2 separate regions of the Mus musculus genome follow, and region 1 is linked to region 2. Evidence: chromatin contacts called from public Hi-C data. All regions are on one chromosome and are shown on one strand. The core of a region is the stretch at or near the end of the contact, and the rest is flanking DNA. Distances in the headings are between cores, read along the strand shown. Region 1 holds the start of Tma16 (translation machinery associated 16). Region 2 overlaps Marchf1 (membrane associated ring-CH-type finger 1).

Region 1 (2,700 bases), core at 170-2,669, 95 kb after region 2:
CTCCTCTAAAGGCCAAATAGCTCTTGAAGCTTTTTCAAACCTGTCAGTTACCTTTATTCAACCCATACAATCAGGCCTAGGTTGCTCTATTGTTAGACCCCTTTACAAAGAAGTCGAAAAAATCTGTCTACAGTGTTAATCCAGTATAGAGTTTCTTTCCCTATTGAAAGAGATCAGCTTGGTTCTAAGCTTTAGCACAGAAAGCCATCTCTTCCAACTTTCTTCTCCAGCATTTCCTTCACACAGCTCCTTCTCCCCATTCTTACTGAAGATCACTATTCCAGAATAAACCACACTGCAACTTGAGACTACACTTGTTATCTCTGTCTGTAATTCTTTCCTTCCCTTTTCCTTTGCTAAGACAAAGCTCGAAATAATCTCAAAAAAACTCTCCAAATAATTAAAATGTTCATCAATTCCTCATTCACACAATTCTCTTAGACATTGGTCATTTTTTCATTAATCTGATGAGAGAAGGCACGTCTAAGTCTGAAACCCATCTGAGGTTGGCTATGAATAAAAAAATAATAATCTTAAAGCCGTAAGAACACACACATGGAGGATAGTGGGGCAAATGAGAAACGAGATTAAACATCAAACATACACATGGCGAAAACAGATTCTCACAAATTGTTCTCCGATATCCACACGTACATAAAATCAGTTATAAACATAAATTCGGCCAGGCGGTGGTGGCGCACCCCTTTATTCCCAGCACTTGGGAGGCAGAGGCAGGCGGATTTCTGACTTTGAGGCCAGCCTGGTCTACAAAGTGAGTTCCAGGACAGCCAGGGCTATACAGAGAAACCCTGTCTCGAAAGAAAAAAAAAAAAAACATAAATTCGGATACTGTGAATGAGCTCTTTATATCGCTATACATAAACCGTTTATAACACTCTTAACTACTGTCTTAAAATGCAAACAAAACAGCATTGTTGCCCGGTAGGAATGGGAGTTGTAGAGGCAGGACTAAAGTCAGAACAGAAGGGCTGCGGGCCGATGCACCTCGTGGGTGGCTGTGACCCTGGGCAGGGGAGACCTGCACTTGCCCCAGGGCAGAGGTGGGTGGATCCACAAAGCGGTATTAGTTAAGGCCCTCAGGAAAATGAGAAACCGGGAGACGTGGACAACGCCACCCAGAGCGAGTTGAGAACGCGCTGGAGCACTCCGATCCTGGGGCAGCACCGGGGGCCCACCACCGCCCCACGCAGCCACTCCGAGTCCCGGCTTCTCCCGGGTCCGAGCTTGTACTCCCCGGCCGCCCGACCAGAGCCTCCCGGAGAACCTAAGGGGCCGCTCACCATGGCGATGTCTTGGCCACCGAGGCCGGGCGATGTCCCGATGCGACAATTTCACAGAGGGCAGCGCAGCCGCTCTCAAGTCCGCTTCTTCCCTAACACACGTGGGCCCCGGGGGAAACAAATAGGGGCGGACAGGAAGGGGAGGAGCTGGTGCTTTCTCTAAAGCGTCCCTAGAAACTGAGACGTAATGTTTTTCCGCCCGCCTTGTTTTACAGCCCGGGAGCCACACAAAGGCGGGGAGAGTAGAGAGAGAGAGAGAGTCGAGCTCAGAGAACAGAAGTCTGTCTGTCTTCTGTTTCTGACTGAAAGGCCGGCCTTGAGTATCGGCCAGAAGGCAGCTCTCCATGGGCGAGCAACTTGTTAGGAGATAGCATTACCTCACCTAGAGGTGCCCATCTCCCAGAATGGTGTAAATTCAGCCTTCACTTTTCCTTTGATTTTCTCTACCATTTTCTTTCTATATCTAAAGCCTGTCTCTCCGGCCTTGTTATTCCGTTTTTGAACAGCATGGTAAAATTTGATAGAAAGTCTTACGTAGTAATTATTAATCAAATGCCTAGTACATGCTACGCATTGAAGGTACTTTGACAGTTTCCCTACTTTCTTTTTTGTATAATTTCTATCTGTAGTGGGACATAAAGAAGTTAGTATTTCAAATACTATTATAATATAAATTATTACCATAGACTAAGTGGATTTAACATACACAAAAAAGGGGAGGAGATGAAGGATCAGGAGGAGAAGGGATGGGAGAAGAGGAGATGTATGGGGGAGTGTTAGGAGAGGGATATGGGAGAAAGGGGGGGCGAGGAAGAGGATGACAATGAATGGATTCCTTGGACCCTATCAGACAACTCTGAAATAAAACTAGAATCCAACAGCAAGAGAAACTACAGGACTTAAAACAAATACTTGGACACGTAATGGTACAATTTTAAATGTACAGTGGGTCACTGAAGAAATCAAGGAGAAAATTCTTAGAAACAAATGAAAATCATAGGCACTCTACGAGCTAGCTAAAGCATCCTAACAGGAAAGTGAGTATTTACAATAAAGCAAAATGAGAGTTTCCAAGTGAAGTAATAATTCATCTTAAGGTTCTAGAAATAAGAAGTCACTCCCAAACCCAATCACTGGATAAATAAATAAATTCATCAATCGATCACTATTAAAGCGGGACCTAATGAAATAGAGACCAAAAAAACCCTCAATACATAGGAATAGCTAAAGCAATCGTTTTTGTTAAAGGACAACTGTTAGTATTTTGTCTAAGCTCCACAACACAGTTATCTGGCAACAGCCAGGTAGGTTCTGCCCCCCCAGTTACCTGGCGTGGTCCCTCAGGGGGAAGGGCTGTGGGCCCACGGAGGCATCCCCTTCCCCATGCCTGACTACACCT
Region 2 (2,700 bases), core at 139-2,638:
CAGACAGAGCTGAGGAACCAACATTGTTCACTGATGTTCCTTTGAATTTCTATGGGTAGATTTGAAGAATAATAAGGGCTAAGACAAATTTCAAAGCATTTTTAATAAAATACAGAGTCTATCCAAGTTGTTTTGCTCTGTTCTATAGATCTCTGCTTTCCAACAGCCTCCATGAACTTCTTAAGTTCTTTTAGCCTATCTTCAGCCAGAAATAGTTCATCGTTGGTTTTCTCATATCCCATGGGAATTTTCATGATATTCTTCTAAAGAATAAAAATATTCCAATGCAAAAATATATGCAGGAAGTATTTTTGCTAAATAAAATTGGCTAGAAGAGTGACAAACAAGTCACTATAACCCTGTTCTGTACTGTTAACAGGAAATGGTGTATAGAATTACTCTACTGAAAGCTACAGTGATAAAGGTTAGTGGAAGTGAGTAGGAAGGACATGGTGGTAGCCCACTAAGTAACTAGGAAGCACCTTAATTGTTAGGTCTAGTGAGAGCATAAGACAAAGTTGTTGACGGCCATGGTACCCTGGAGAACCTGAGAAATGTGAGATACTGGTATTTATAAATGTAAGAGACATTAGAGGCCAGTTGACTTGAGAACGGTGTGATGAGTTACATTATAAGCAAGCCATTTGTGATTCCAAATGTGCTCCAGTGTAGATTTTCCATCAGTCAGTCAGTCCTGGACACATGCACAGAATAGAATCACTAAATGGACTCAACAAGTCGTATACATATGTGTGCCTGTCTATGTATGTTACTACTATTACTACTACTACTACTAATAATAATAATAATAATAATAATAATAATAATAATAATAATAAAAGAAAATATGAAAAATTTTAGAGAGGATGTCACTAGAGGATTTGGGAGGAAAGATGGAGTAATCTAGATGGAGTTCTATGTATAAAACTCTCAAAACATACTATATGCAAAATAATAATAGGCATGCTGTTGAAACACAGCACAGTTGGAGCTGATGATAATTTTTCAGTGATTGGTGAGCTATACACTATAAAATCAAACAACTATGTACCTATAAGTCACATAGGTTGATGTGATATACTGACAAGAGAAAATAATGGTTGGCAAACATGAAAAATGTCCTCAAGGTCAGAGAGGACAGAAGGATTTGGGGATCATTTTGAGGGGAATGTAGGAGGCCTAAACAAGAAAATTAAATTTCTACAAGAAACACTGTAGGAGAAATGCTTCCAGATTGATCACAGACACCATGATCCCCTGCGCAGGGAGGAAGACAATGGTGAGAGAAGCAGCAAATGCCTGTGAACTTGTAGTTCTGTTGCTTCAGACATGCAAAGGCAGATCTTACTTTAGTCACAACCACGAAGAAGAAGCAACCCCTGAGCCCTTCCTCCTTTTCTGTTCCTGGCATTTGGCCCACATGTGGACACCATATCCTCTTTCCCATACTTGTCTCAGTCTTATTCTGAACACGTATTGCTATTAGCCAATTACCATTTGGAAATTAAATCGCCGTGTGGTTATGTGTATGGCTCAAAAGTTGCCTTACAGGAAAATCACATCTAAAAGTAAAAGATCAGAACATGTTGGCCTTTTGTTGGAGTTTTCAGTGGTTTGTACTCTCAGTGGGAAGTGCAGAATCTTTAATATGATTTCTAAGTCCTCACATGATCTCTGTGTGAGACTTGCCTCTGCAGTTTTGGTATGCACCATTAACTATGACCTACCTGTGCTGATATGTTTCTCATTCCCTGAAAGCATCTAGGGTTTTTCTTTACATGGCCCCCTATGACCCTCACTAGACTGATTGCTAGTCACTGTTTCTCAGTTTAAAAAGCCATTTCTCCCATTATACTCAACTCCTAACTAATGCTCAAGACCTCTCAGTTCCATGACATATTTTATTTTAATTCATTTTTAGAAATAACTGTACTCTGTTCACATTTATTTCCCTCCACACATACTAGTCTTTCTCATTGTCTTTAATCTCTTATCACTTTCAATGGTTTCCTTCTTCATCCCAAATAATGCCTTCTCTGCCTTACTCATACACATATACATATGTACATGTATTGCTAAATTTAGAATGCACGTGAGAGAATACACACAGCATAGTTTTCAATGGTAAAATGCAGCTATTTTGTGATTAACTGCAATCTTTTTTTGCTAACATTTGCAAAGCATTTGTACCTTGGAGATACAACAAACTTCTCAGCATATTTTTTTTTTAATTTAAGGAAAATATCCTTTTTAAGCCATTGATGTTGATTATGTGAAGTCATAGTATCCAGTTCTGGGTAAGCTTGCCACTAAAAAAATCTACCTATGAAGGATTCTTGAGTCTTGTGGTTCTAAGACCTTAACATGAATCTACAACTACTAGAGAGTTTATTTAAACATAGATCACTGGTTATTTCTAGAGTCTTCTGTACTCTGGTATTAAGACCTTGAATTTACATTTCTGGTATAGTCACAGATGATACTGATGCTTTAGACTAAAAATCATGTCTTAAGAACCATAGTTGTATGTCATAGGTCTCTCATGGTTTAGATGGGAAGAAAGTGGAAGACAGGGAAGCAAAAGATGAGTTAGGAAAGCTGTTAGACATTTGTGGTACATCATAACTCAGTTTCTTTCTTGTTCACAATCATAGGCTGATACAGTTGAGCCATTACCAGAAACCCAATCATCCTGGTTAG

What was found. Hi-C and Micro-C count contacts between places; a contact is called where the count stands out from the background.
Region 1: a Hi-C map of bone marrow-derived macrophages shows a contact between it and region 2, with 3 times the contacts expected there. The contact joins the promoter of Tma16 here to the enhancer-like site in region 2. A contact is called at or near these places in 3 of 39 promoter capture datasets (the C10 cell line, the HPC-7 cell line and neutrophils), 6 of 484 Hi-C or Micro-C datasets (bone marrow-derived macrophages, granulocyte-monocyte progenitors, macrophages and 1 more), 2 of 115 datasets of contacts at active chromatin or transcription factors (bone marrow-derived dendritic cells and microglia) and 3 of 9 other capture datasets (adipose tissue, bone marrow-derived macrophages and liver).

What each region holds. Positions count from the first base shown.
Region 1 is chr8:66,485,111-66,487,810 of GRCm38.p6, forward strand. Tma16 (translation machinery associated 16) reads right to left here and starts at 1,420. Exons shown (of 7, transcript NM_025465.3): 1 at 1,302-1,420. The coding sequence starts at 1,304.
Region 2 is chr8:66,390,378-66,393,077 of GRCm38.p6, forward strand. All of the region lies in intron 6 of Marchf1 (membrane associated ring-CH-type finger 1), which reads left to right. Among named protein-coding and RNA genes, the nearest start is that of Tma16, 95 kb to the right of the region's middle. Within about 2 kb of position 1,389, at least 37 of the 459 cell types and tissues checked have an H3K27ac peak or open chromatin away from gene starts, as enhancers often do. A contact at or near this core is called in the HPC-7 cell line, adipose tissue, bone marrow-derived dendritic cells and 3 more, where this site is marked.